2 separate regions of the Rattus norvegicus genome follow, and region 1 is linked to region 2. Evidence: chromatin contacts called from public Hi-C data. All regions are on one chromosome and are shown on one strand. Each heading gives the region's core, a stretch centred on a gene start, on an enhancer-like site or on the middle of the called end of the contact. The rest is flanking DNA. Distances are from core to core; before and after follow the strand shown.

What was found. Hi-C and Micro-C count contacts between places; a contact is called where the count stands out from the background.
Region 1: a contact with region 2 is called in a Hi-C map of liver, with 2.8 times the contacts expected there. The contact joins the enhancer-like site here to the promoter of Kif22 in region 2. A contact is called at or near these places in 4 of 12 Hi-C or Micro-C datasets (frontal cortex, hepatocytes, liver and 1 more).

What each region holds. Positions count from the first base shown.
Region 1 is chr1:191,145,193-191,151,382 of GRCr8, reverse strand. It overlaps Qprt (quinolinate phosphoribosyltransferase), which reads left to right. Exons shown (of 4, transcript NM_001009646.1): 2 at 1,216-1,751; 3 at 1,987-2,118; 4 at 2,210-2,668. The coding sequence ends at 2,428. It overlaps LOC134483871 (a long non-coding RNA gene), which reads right to left. Exons shown (of 3, transcript XR_010061027.1): 2 at 6,055-6,104; 3 at 5,408-5,552. Among named protein-coding and RNA genes, the nearest start is that of C1h16orf54, 15 kb to the right of the region's middle. Within about 2 kb of position 1,457, at least 2 of the 93 cell types and tissues checked have an H3K27ac peak or open chromatin away from gene starts, as enhancers often do. A contact at or near this core is called in liver, where this site is marked.
Region 2 is chr1:191,079,409-191,085,087 of GRCr8, reverse strand. It overlaps Kif22 (kinesin family member 22), which reads left to right and starts at 4,210. Exons shown (of 14, transcript NM_001009645.1): 1 at 4,210-4,287. The coding sequence starts at 4,230. It overlaps LOC108349644 (a long non-coding RNA gene), which reads right to left. Exons shown (of 3, transcript XR_005499468.2): 1 at 4,330-5,679; 2 at 1,325-1,394.

The sequences.
Region 1 (6,190 bases), core at 208-2,707, 69 kb before region 2:
GAGTTGTTAAATGTGGGACACACTATACAGAAAAATTATCTGAGCACCTGTGTAATCAGATTTCATAACAGCAGAAAGGAGGTTGGAAGGAAGAGGAGGAGGAAGCTGCTGCTGTCCAGGGTACAGAGCTTTAATTCTGCAGGAGGAACGAGATGTGTGAGTGTTAATATTGCTGGACTCAAACGTGTTAAGAGGGTTCACCTCTCCTTGGTTCTTTATAAGTCAATTAAAGCTAAAAGCAAGTGAATGGTGAGAGGTGACTCAGTGGACACAGAAGCCACTGCCAAATTTGGTAGTCTGAGTTAGAGTCCCAGAACCTACACCTTTAGAAAACCAACTTTGTCTTTAGAAAACCAACTCTTGCAAATTGTCTTTTTTTTTTTTTTGGTTCTTTTTTTCGGAGCTGGGGACCGAACCCAGGGCCTTGCGCTTCCTAGGTAAGCACTCTACCACTGAGCTAAATCCCCAGCCCCCGCAAATTGTCTTTTGACTTCCACTCAAGAGCAATGACATCTACATGCACACACACACACACACACACACACACACACACACAGACACATACACACACACATACACACAGATACACAGACACACACATACATGCACACACACAGATACACAGACACACACATACATGCACACACACATACATACACACATACGCCTACATATACATACACACACATACACATACACACAAAGACACACACATATATATATACACACAGACACAGGCACACACATACACACACACATATGCATGAGTAAAAAAAATTACAAAAGGGAGGCATGGTGATGATACGAAGGAGCAAACACCTGCTTCTACATATTACTACTACTACTACTACTATTACTACTACTATTCTGAGACCAGGTCTGGTGAGCTCCTCCTCAGCCTCCCAGAGTATGGAGACTGCACCACCAAACTCAGCTTCCTTATAAAACTCTTTGATACTTTTGCAAAGTTTAACTTTAACCAGTTAAAGTTAAAGTTAAAGTTTAACCAGTTAACCACTCTTTTCTAACTAGTTTCATTTTCTCTGACAACCTGGTCAGCTTGGTGACCCCAGACTCTGCCCCAGCCTGGCCCTGGAAGTCCTATCTCTACCCTGATTGGCTAGTGTCCTATTGCCCATGCTGTCAAATGTTTTGGGGCAGCTTCTGGCTATGAGGAAGTGCAATCCCAACAGAGGTCTCTCTGCTTCCTCCCAGGTCTGCAGTTCCTGTTGCCCCCTGCAAGTCTGGCAGCTCTGGCAAACAGCTGGTTGCAAGAGGACTGCCCAGGTCTCAATTTTGCGTCCTTGGTTACCGGGTCGGCCCCTGCACAGGCTGTGCTGTGGGCCAAATCCCCCGGGGTTCTGGCAGGGCGACCTTTCTTTGATGCCATCTTCACTCAACTCAACTGCCAAGTGTCTTGGCTCCTTCCAGAGGGATCGAAGCTGGTACCTGTGGTCAAAGTGGCAGAGGTCAGGGGACCTGCTCACCACTTGCTGCTGGGGGAACGAGTGGCCCTTAACACCCTGGCCCGCTGCAGTGGGATTGCCAGTGCGGCAGCGACAGCTGTGGAGGTGGCCACAAGCACTGGCTGGGCTGGACATGTAGCAGGCACGAGGAAGACCACGCCAGGGTTCCGACTGGTAGAGAAGTATGGGCTCCTAGTAGGCGGGGCTGAATGCCACCGCTATGACCTGGGAGGGCTGGTGATGGTGAAAGACAACCATGTGGTGGCAGCTGGCAGTATGGAGAAGGTGAGTGCCCCAATGAGCCTCTGTTCTCACTCTGGTCTGCCTCTGACCAGCATTTCAGTCCCGCCAACCAGAGACCAGACAAGTGATCCCAGCATCAGGGATGCTCCAAGCCTTTCCATCTGTAGATGGAGGAGGCTGGCTTCCTTTTTGTGTGTGATTCAAAGCACAGCTCTCTGGGCCCCCAGGGTCCAGGGCCGGACTACCCAGCCTCACCCTCTCTCTATTGGCTTGGCAGGCAGTGCTGAAGGCCCGGCAGGCAGCTGGCTTTCCCCTGAAGGTAGAGGTGGAATGTAGCAGCCTGAAGGAGGCTTTGCAGGCAGCAGAGGCTGGGGCTGACCTGGTCATGCTGGACAACTTCAAGCCTGAGGTGAGATGGGACCCAACTCCTGGGCTGGGCCTGCAGAATTTTGGGGTGGGGGTTGGGGGACTCTCACCTCCCCTTGGCTTCTATCTTATAGGAGCTGCACCCCACAGCAGCTACACTTAAAGCCAAATTCCCCAACGTGTCTGTGGAAGCCAGTGGGGGTGTCACACTGGACAACCTCCCCCAGTTCTGTGGGACAAATATTGATGTCATCTCGTTGGGAATGCTGACCCAGGCTGCTCCAGCCCTGGATTTTTCCCTCAAACTGTATGCTGAAGGAGATATTCCAGTGCCTCATGCTCGCCGGTCCTAAAGCTGAAGAAGATGCCACCAGAATGGATTACTGTGGCTTGTTGGGCCCCTTGGGTCACACATCTTTAGGTTCAGAGGCCAACAGGACATAACTGAAATTTACCTAGGCTTCCCACTAGCTCTGCCATCTCCAGCTTGTGTGACTTGCTAGGGCTGACTTTGGTTTTGCTTGCCTCCGTTTTCTCATCTGTGAAGTGGGTCTAATAAATATTCGGCCTTACTGGGCTGTTGATGACAACTACCACACTGTGAGTGGTTGGTAAATGCTAGAAATTAGCACCGCTCGTGTACCCTAAGACACACACTTGTTTTCGAACTCTACCTTCTGGAAAGGTTGCCCCTTTAGCAGATGGTGTTTCATAGCACGACTCTGGCAGCTAGCAGCTGACATCACATGGCCTGTATGTGCAGCTAGGGATACATGACAAGAAACAAGCTGCCAGCACAGTCCGACTTGCTCTCTTCTGTTTCTGTGGTACTAAGGATGGAGCCAGGGCCATGGGCAAGTGCTGTGGTACAGCTGTCCTCAACCCTCTCCCTTCCGTCCCTTCCTCCTTTCCTGCCTCCCATCCCTGCCCTGCCTCACCATGTAGCCCAGGCTGGCCGTGAACTTCTGGCCTAAGATGTGCTCCTGACTCAGCTGCTTGCACTATGCCCTCTGCACCTGGCTTAGAACAACTCTTTCCACACATGTGAATTAGAAGCTGTGCGCGGTAATAAGACACTGGTAGGAAGTACATGGCACTTCTTCATACCAGGAAGAATCTCAGATTTGAAGGTGTGTGGCATCAGGTTTGCCATCCCGCTCGGACATTCTCCCTGACTGATGTCTGAGGAGCTACCTTGAACTCACCTAAGCCTAGATCCTCAGGCAGATCCAGGAGGAGCATCTCCATGAGAGGTCCTAGGTGCTGGTGGTCCATGAGGCGACTCTTCCCATGAGCTTCCTTGGGAGCTTCCTCTGCCTCAGAGTCCACTTCCCCCTGCTTAGCTACAAGAACAATTCAGCTCTTGGCCACAATGACCCTATTTCCTACCTGGTGTCACTCAGGGGAGCACTAAGCACATTTCACAGTCTGGAGCCTGACAGACAGAGGCCTGAATGGTTCATGGCCCTGCCCTTGGCAGTCGTGCAGCAGTTGTGAGATTTACTTAGCAGAGAACTGGACAGAGCTGGCCAATGTTCTGAACCAAGGTGACCGTTCTCACAGACACAGCCTGCAGGTGCACACATGGGCTAGCACTCAGCGTCTCTCACCCCTCCTGGTCCTGTCCTTCCTCCCAGGACAGCATGGATGCTCTTAGCAAAATGGCCCAACTCCAGAGATCTTTGGTCTTTATGAGCCCTAACTCCTCACTTCTAAAGAGGCAGAACTGAGTCCCTGCAGACCCAGGCACTGCTGAGAACCCGTACAGGAAATGTGAACCCTGAGTAGGGGTTAGGGGAGGCAGGGGAGCTCTGGTAACCAGAGAGTCCTAAACCTGGAATTGTGGAATTGTGGGTGGTATCGGAGCCTGAGAGGGGCAGTAATGAATGAGTGTTAGGAGACCCAAACTCTAGCTCCAGACTCTAAAGTTAGTGAGTGAGGCCGGAGCAGACAGAGCGGAGTGGACTGTGCCCAGGATCACACAGCACTCCGCGCACGTCTCTTCTGCGGAATTGCTGTGCAAGATCTCATTAGCTCACGCAGTCCAGGCTGGCCTGGAACTCACTGTGTAGCCAAGGCTGTTCCTGAGCTACTAATCCCTGAACGTTCATGAGTGCTGGGCTCCAGCATAAGCCACTGCCTGGATAGTGTTGCAATTATTCTTTAAGGAACTCTGTCCGGCTGAGTTTTAGAACTCAGAAGTGGATAGGCCCTTCCAGGTGTCTCTGAAATCTGTGAACTGGGAGGGGAATTACTGGAGGAAAGCAAATAGATTCTAGGTGAGCCAAAGCAGCTCACACTCTGTTTGCAGCAGAGGGAGGCACCGGTTTCCAGGCAGAGGCAACTGCATGGGCAGAAGGCCCAGCGGAAGGTAATGACTTACATTGTGCACTGAAATGGTTGAAGCAGGGCCCTGGAAAACAAGATGACCAGGGGATGGGCTGGCTCCAGACCACAAAATGGTAGGTCAGAAGATTTGGACTCTGTCCCAGGAACAATCGGATTCAAGCTAGAAAATAAGCCATGCCTGATTCAGTCCCCCAAAGAAGGATGGAGAGGGTGGAGAAAGGTGGAGAGGAGAGGGGATGGGAATCTGAAGAGGAGCTGGCTCGCTCGCTGCAGGGAGTTGGAAGAAGCTGCCTGGGAAGACTGGAATGTGGGTCTTGCTGGTGGAGCAGGCACCAGTGTGGCTAGAGTAGTGGTCCTTAACCTTCCAACTGCTGTGCTCCTTAATGCAGTTCCCGTGTTGTGGTGACCCCCAATCATAAAACGATTTTCGTTACTACTTCCTAACTGTATTTACTACCGTTATGGATCTATACAGGATATCTGAGGTGGGACCCCTGTGAAAGGGGTCCTTGTGGGTCGTTCAAACCCCAAAGGGGTCAAAACCCACAGGTTGAGAACTGCTGGGGTAGAGACTAGAATCTTTTGGAGGGCTCAGGGGTCAGGGGGCAAAGAGAGGCTAGGTGTGGCTCAGGGGGCTGGAGAGGAGCTGGCAGAAGAGGAGTATCCCGTTCGTTCCACTTGGCGGTTGGTTTCCTGTTCAGCTTGGGTCTAGGGCTAGACGTTTCTCAAGGCTGACCCATGCCCAGTGTGAAACCCATTTACAAATGGCCGAATTGACTCGCTGAGTGAAGGTGACCACTGCCATCCCCTGTGACATCATCAGCGCACCCAGAGATTGAGAAGGGAAGAAGCAGGGAATGAGTTCTTTGGCCCCCAAACCTGTAGCTCCCATCCCTCAGTTAATGATGGGGGAGGGGTGCGGTGTCAGCATCTCCATGTTACCCACAAAGAAACTGACTCAAGGAACTAATTGCATCGCTGGAGGTTACGTATCAATGCAGTGGTAGGGCGACATTCGGAAGCGTTCTTCACTCCTCCTGTGGGTGCTAGGCACTATTCCAGGTGCTGCTTATAGAGTGATGAGCAGACAGACTGAGAGGTTTGTCCTTATGGAGGTTGTGTCTGAGCCTGGAGTTGGGGTGGAGTCAGGAAGAACAATGGAAAAGCCGGTCAGGAAAATTCATAGAAATGGCCTTATGACCACCAGAGGGCAATGCAACCACATGGCTTGATCTCTGCCCTCCTGGGGATTCAAAAAGACAATAGGCCAGTTGATTAGAAACAAAGTACAGCGTCTGTTCCAGAAGAAGGGGCTGAGGTGGTGGAGTTTGCTTGTGTTCCCAGCATCCACCAGACAGAGTCGAGGATTGCCAGTTCGAGGCCAGTCAGGTCTACATAGTCAGTTCTGGTTTAGCCTGAACTGTAGACTGAGACCCTCTTCCAGAGAAGAAAGCCAGGACTAGGCCTAGTATCTCAAGCCTATAATCCCAGCACCCGAGATACCGAGGCTGGAGAATCACTTTTTGGAGGCCAAAAGGGGCTGCATAGATCTTGTCTCAAAAAACTAAGAACGAAGCAAAGAGACTTTGGTCAGGAGGGAGTAGAAAGCTAGGGGGATTCTTCTACTTACTGGCCAGCCCAGTCTTATCATCAGAGATTCATCCAGCTCTCCAAGGTAGCCTAGTGATGTGCAAAGCTCAGGTTCAGTGGCAACTCAGTTCACACACGGCCCATCTATACGTCTGCACACACTCATTCACACACAG
Region 2 (5,679 bases), core at 2,961-5,460:
GCTTCCTGCTATGGTGTAACAAACTAAACCTCTGAAACTGTAAGCTAGGCCCCAATTAAATGCTTTCTCTTATTATGGTTGCCTTGGTCATGGTGTCTCTTCATAGCCACAGAACAGTGGCTCTGTTGGAGCTGCTGGAGTTTTCATCATCATCTCTTAGATATAAATAAGCAAGTTTGGCCTGGTGGTGCACACGCTCAGGAGGCAGAGGCAGGTGAATCTCTAAGTTCAAGGTCAACCTGGTCTACAATGTGAGTCCCAGGACAGCCAGGGCCACACAGAGAAACCTTATCCCAACAACCCGCCCCCAATATAATAATAATGAAATAATTAAGCTTTATCCTAAAACAGCATCTTTAGTGATACAGCTCACGGATTACTGTGTATAGTACTGACAGAACCATATAGCTTTTAATATATTCGTTATACATTGTTAAAAAGATGACTGGGGCCTGGAGAAATGGCTCAGTAGCTGAGAATATATAATGTTCTTCCAAAAGACCTGGTTCAGATCCCAGCATACACATCAGGAGGTTCACAACCACCTGTAAGTCCAGTTCCATGATATCTGATACCTTCTTCTGGTCTCTGCAGGTACCTGAATTCATGTGCGTATGTCTATACAGAGACGCATATACATAAATAAAAATGAAATAATTTAAAACAATTTACTTATTTATTATATGTATGTGAGTACACGTTGCTTTCTTCAGACACACCAGAAGAGGGCATCAGATCCCATTACAGATGGTTGTGAGACCACCATGTGGTTGATGGGGATTGAACTCAGGACCTCTGGAAGAGCAGTCAGTGCTCTTAACTGCTGAGCCATCTCTCCAGCCCATGACATAATTTTTTATCAAAATGACTTAAGTGACAATATACTATTTCATAAGTAAAATGGTTCACCTGATAATCTTTAAATAATCTTGCAACAACAAAACATTCCTTGAAATCAGCTTCTGCGCCCTGTGTACATAAGAAAGTAAGTCCAACAGCTGTGCTGGTGTTTGCCTGCACTCTCTGCACTTGGGAGCTTTGCTACTTTGTGGGTTCTCCTTTCTCCTATGCCCCTCCCCGCTTTTATAACACTAGATAGGAGAGAGACAGGATGGAGAGGAAAGAAAAATTGGGAAAAATCCCTGAATCTAATTTCTTTCCTTTTGTTTGTTCTTTGACCATGGCTACTAACAAACCACAACCAACCTCCCTAAACGACCAAAAACTGCCAACCCCACCTCTTGGGGACTAGCATTTCTGAACCTTTTGAAAAGTTCCCAGAATTCCAAATCGCAGAAACTATTTGCAGATGGCAAAACCACACCTCTGCTAGAGCGTGAAGCAAATCATCATCAGCTGGTGCAGACAGTCTGACGCAGTCCATTTCTCCACACCTGGAATTAAAGTGAAAACACACTCTTATAATATCTCTGTGTTTTTTACAGGACCAAAATTCCAGAATGCTCACTATATGACCCTGCGCCCCCCTCCCCCAAAATAGGCTGGGTGATGGTGCTTGTCTTAATTCCAGCAGAGACGGGCAGATCTCTTCAGGCCAGCCTGGTCTACAGGGTTCCAGGACAGTCAGGTTTACACAGAAAAACTATCCTGAAAAACAAAACCAAACAACAGAAACAAAAAGCTGAGCCTGGTGGACCATAGCTGTAACTCAAACACACGGAGGGTGGATCACCTTAGTTTTGATGCCAGCCTAGCCTACACAGAAAGTGCCAATCCATCCATTGACACACGGCAAGATGTATCTGAAGAACAAACACAGCTACTCCAGGGTTGGGGATTTAGCTCAGTGGTAGAGCGCTTGCCTAGGAAGCGCAAGGCCCTAGGTTCGGTCCCCAGCTCTGAAAAAAAGAACCAAAAAAAAAAAAAACAAAACAAAAACAAAAACAAGAACAAACAAAAAAACCAACAACAACAACAAAAAAACACAGCTACTCCTTTGTCAGTTCTGGGCTGTGTGGTGTACGATTCTGACCCACACTGTTCTCTGCACTAGAGCTCTCCTTTCCCTCATCCACACAGAAGCTTTGTAAACTGGGATCAGCATCTGTCCTTTCCTCAGCCACCCCTCCTTTAGCCTCTGGGAACCGTCGTTCTATTTCCTACTCCCATATGTAAATGAAATGAAGTACTTTTTACTTTTTGTCCTTATTTATTTATTTTTTTGGGGGGCCTGGCTTATTTCATTGAGCATAATCTCCAAGTTTATGCACATTGTTTCAAGTAGCTGGATTCAGGTCTAAAGCTAGGATAGATTATCGGGTTATTAGTGTAAAAGTAATGGTGTTCCAGTGCTGGGAAACTGTGTGTATGTAAAATAAAAAGAAGGCTACAGTAGGAATTGAGAATGCCAATGCTTGCTGTTTGGTACCAGTAAGAGGAGAATGGAAGGTTTAGAAAGTAGTGGAAATGAGGAGTGGTGCACGGGAACAGGAAAAGACATGTGATGGAGTGGTTAATGCCACGAAGGATCCATCGTTGGCTACCAGAATGTCATTAATTTAGACAGAGTTCCTGGGAATTTCACAAAGCTGAGGCTAAGCTGTAGTCGATTTAGGAATGACTGGGAAAATGAGAGAATATTTGCAGCATACGTTTGATTCTAGAATGCCAGACAAAACATCAGTTCTTGGGGACACCAACTCCGGACCCCTTCCCTGTCTGATGAGTCTGTCTCTTTGTGTGTTTTGCCTTCAGTAAATATCTGGCCGAGTGCTGAGAAAGGAAAAAGTCAGTTATGGGACAATAAAGACATAGCATGATGAAGCAGGGAGATAGAAGAAGAAGCTAAAGATTCTGGAAAACTTGTTCTTAAAAATGTTTTTAAATTTTTTAACAATGTGTATGATAGCTGTGTGTGGTGGTGCATGCCTTTAATTGCAGAACTAGAGACAGAGGCAGTAGGATCTCTGTGAGTTCGAGGCTAGCCTGGTCTACATAGTAAGTTCCAGGACAACCAGAGACACCTAGAGAGAGCCTGTTTCTAAACAAACAAACAAACAAACAACAGCTACAACAAAAAAGTGGTATGTGGTGCAAAGTTTTTACATCATCAAACTGAAAGTTTTCTTGTAAGAATTCAGAGGTAATAACCATAATGTCAAACAATCCAGTTTCCATTGCCATGAAGTTAACCTTGAGTCACTAAACCGTGTGAAATGGGGTTTCATTCTAGAATTGTAAATTGTGCTAAATTTACTATCTTTGAATTTAGCTGGGTGTAGTGGCACACAGCTTTGACTCCTGTCTTTAATCCCAGCACTAGGAAGGCAGAGACAGACAGGCTTATGTGAGTTTGAGTCCAGTTTAGTCTGCATAATTCTGGGACAGCAAGGGCTACATAAAGATACTCAGTCTCACTGTTGTCCTTCCCAGTTTTCGGTCCCTTCCCGTTGCAGCTCCAAGGGCAGAGGCCCGCAGATCTTTGTGAGTTCAAGGCCAGCCTGGTCTACATAGTGAGTTTCAGTGTTACTAGGCAGAGACTCAAAGACCACTCATTGTGGCCAAAGTCTGATTTGACAATCTGTATTAAGTGGCCGGCGAATTCCTGGAAAGAAACTCTTCAAAAAGCAGTCTCAACTGCATTTTACAGCTTTTAAAAGCAAAGAGCACAGAAAAACGACATCCTGGTTGACAGTTGTAGGGCAAAAGAAAGCAAGCATTTTACTAGAAGCCAAAAGCATGCAATTAGCAGGAACATTTCATCCCAAGATTCTAGCACAGGGATGGGAACTTTCCCACGGAAAAGGGGGGGGGGGGCAGAGGTGTGTGTGTCAAGTTCAAAGAAGAAACTTTCCCCTGTCCACCAGGACAGCTGGTCAGCCAGGGCTACAAAGAGAGATCTGTCTTCTCCAAAAGGCAAAAATTGTATTCAGAGCTGGAAACTTTGAATAAAGAATCAATCAAGTGCTTTCAGATTTGTAACTGAGAAGGAAGAGTAGGGTGAAAGTCTGCACTTTGCCAATCCCAACTTGGACATTAAAAAGCCTGAAAGTGCAGGGCCCTGAGGTGCCCACCACTTGGTGACAGACTTCAGAGCCCCATCCATGGGAACTTTTGCTTTCAAGACCGGAAGCGAGCCCGAGACGGCCGAATTACGGAGAGTTAGAACGGAAACTTCCGGCGGTAAGTAGCCGTGATTGGTCGAATTTGAGAGGGAGGCCGGACCCCGGCAATTCAAAAGAGAGAAGCGGTCCGAAGAAGGGAGGGATATGAACGTTAGGGCTAAGAAAAAGCCGCAGCAACGGGAGATGGCGTCGGCCAGCTCAGGTACGCGGGCCAAGAGGAGGGGGCATCGTGTGTGAAACTTACAGAGTAGCGGTTGTCCCGAACTATCCTGGCCGGGCGGAAGGGCGGGGGGACGCCGGCTAGACCGCGTAGGGGTGGGCGCCGCCTGTCCTCTATTCGCTGCCTTCGGGAGTTTAGACGGGGTTGAGACCCTGCTGGGGCTCCAGCCCCTGTCTAGAGCCTGCACGCTTACTGTGCGTTTCAGTTTGTGGCGTCTATAAGGCCGGGCAGCCTCCCATCTGTAAAGACTGAGCAGTGAAGAGACGCGGTGTCTGGCTGGCTGTCCAGAGATCCCACTCCGGCTGAAGGCTTGCTCTCAGCGGCCTTGTAAAATCACACGGCAAAGGAAAATCCTTTCCTTCTAGCCTTGGAACTGGATGCTGTTTTCATCTTGAAAAGGCTTCCAGGAGATTCAAAATCTCTTCTAAGACGCTTTGCATATGCGTGCCCTTCCTCTTTCGTTAGGCCGAATTCTGGCCTGTCTATTTGGCTTTGCGGGAGGCAGACATTTAGGAGAACGTCTCGTCCCAGGCAGTGCTGCAAGCATTTTATGATGAACCATTTAATGTTTGTACAGAACTCTGAGGTCATTTTTTTTTTTTTTGGTTCTTTTTTTCGGAGCTGGGGATCGAACCCAGGGCCTTGCGCTTCCTAGGCAAGTGCTCTACCACTGAGCTAAATCTCCAACCCCAGAACACTGAGGTCATTACTGTTAATGCCCTGTCTTTAAGAAAAAGCTTTCATTTTATCAGTGTGTGCCACCTATGTTTGGTTCCCTCAGGGGCCGGAAAAGTGTTGGATCCTCTAACGCTGGAGTTACTGGCAATTGTGAGCCACTTGATGTGGACCCTGAGTACCAAACTCAGAACCTCTAGAAAAATAGTAGGCACCCTTAATTTCTAAGGCTTACCAGCCCCTGGACTTGTATTTGACAAGGGGGATCAGGCATAAATGGGCTAAATAGTTTCTTCAAGATAACACAACTGGTAAATATTGGGGGTCTAAATTGATGCCCGGATACAGACTGAAACCCAGTATGTTTGGTATTAAACATTAAAGTGCTGAGTGACCATAGCCCCTTTCCTAGAGGTTACAATCATTTTCAAATAGTCTCATAAACTAATGTAATATGACGAAATACACTGGTAGATAGGCATAAGCTTGTAGTGTAGAATCTGAAACAAACTTTTGGGTATTTCGAGAAGTCTTTATTAAGAAAATGATAGTGGAACACGCCTTTAATCCCAGGACTTAAGAAGCAGAGGCAGGCAGATCTCTTGAGTTCGAGGCCAGCCTGGTCTGCAAAGTGAGTTCCAGGACAGCCAGGGTTACAGAGAGAAATTCTGTCTGGGAAAAAAAACAAAATAAGAGAAG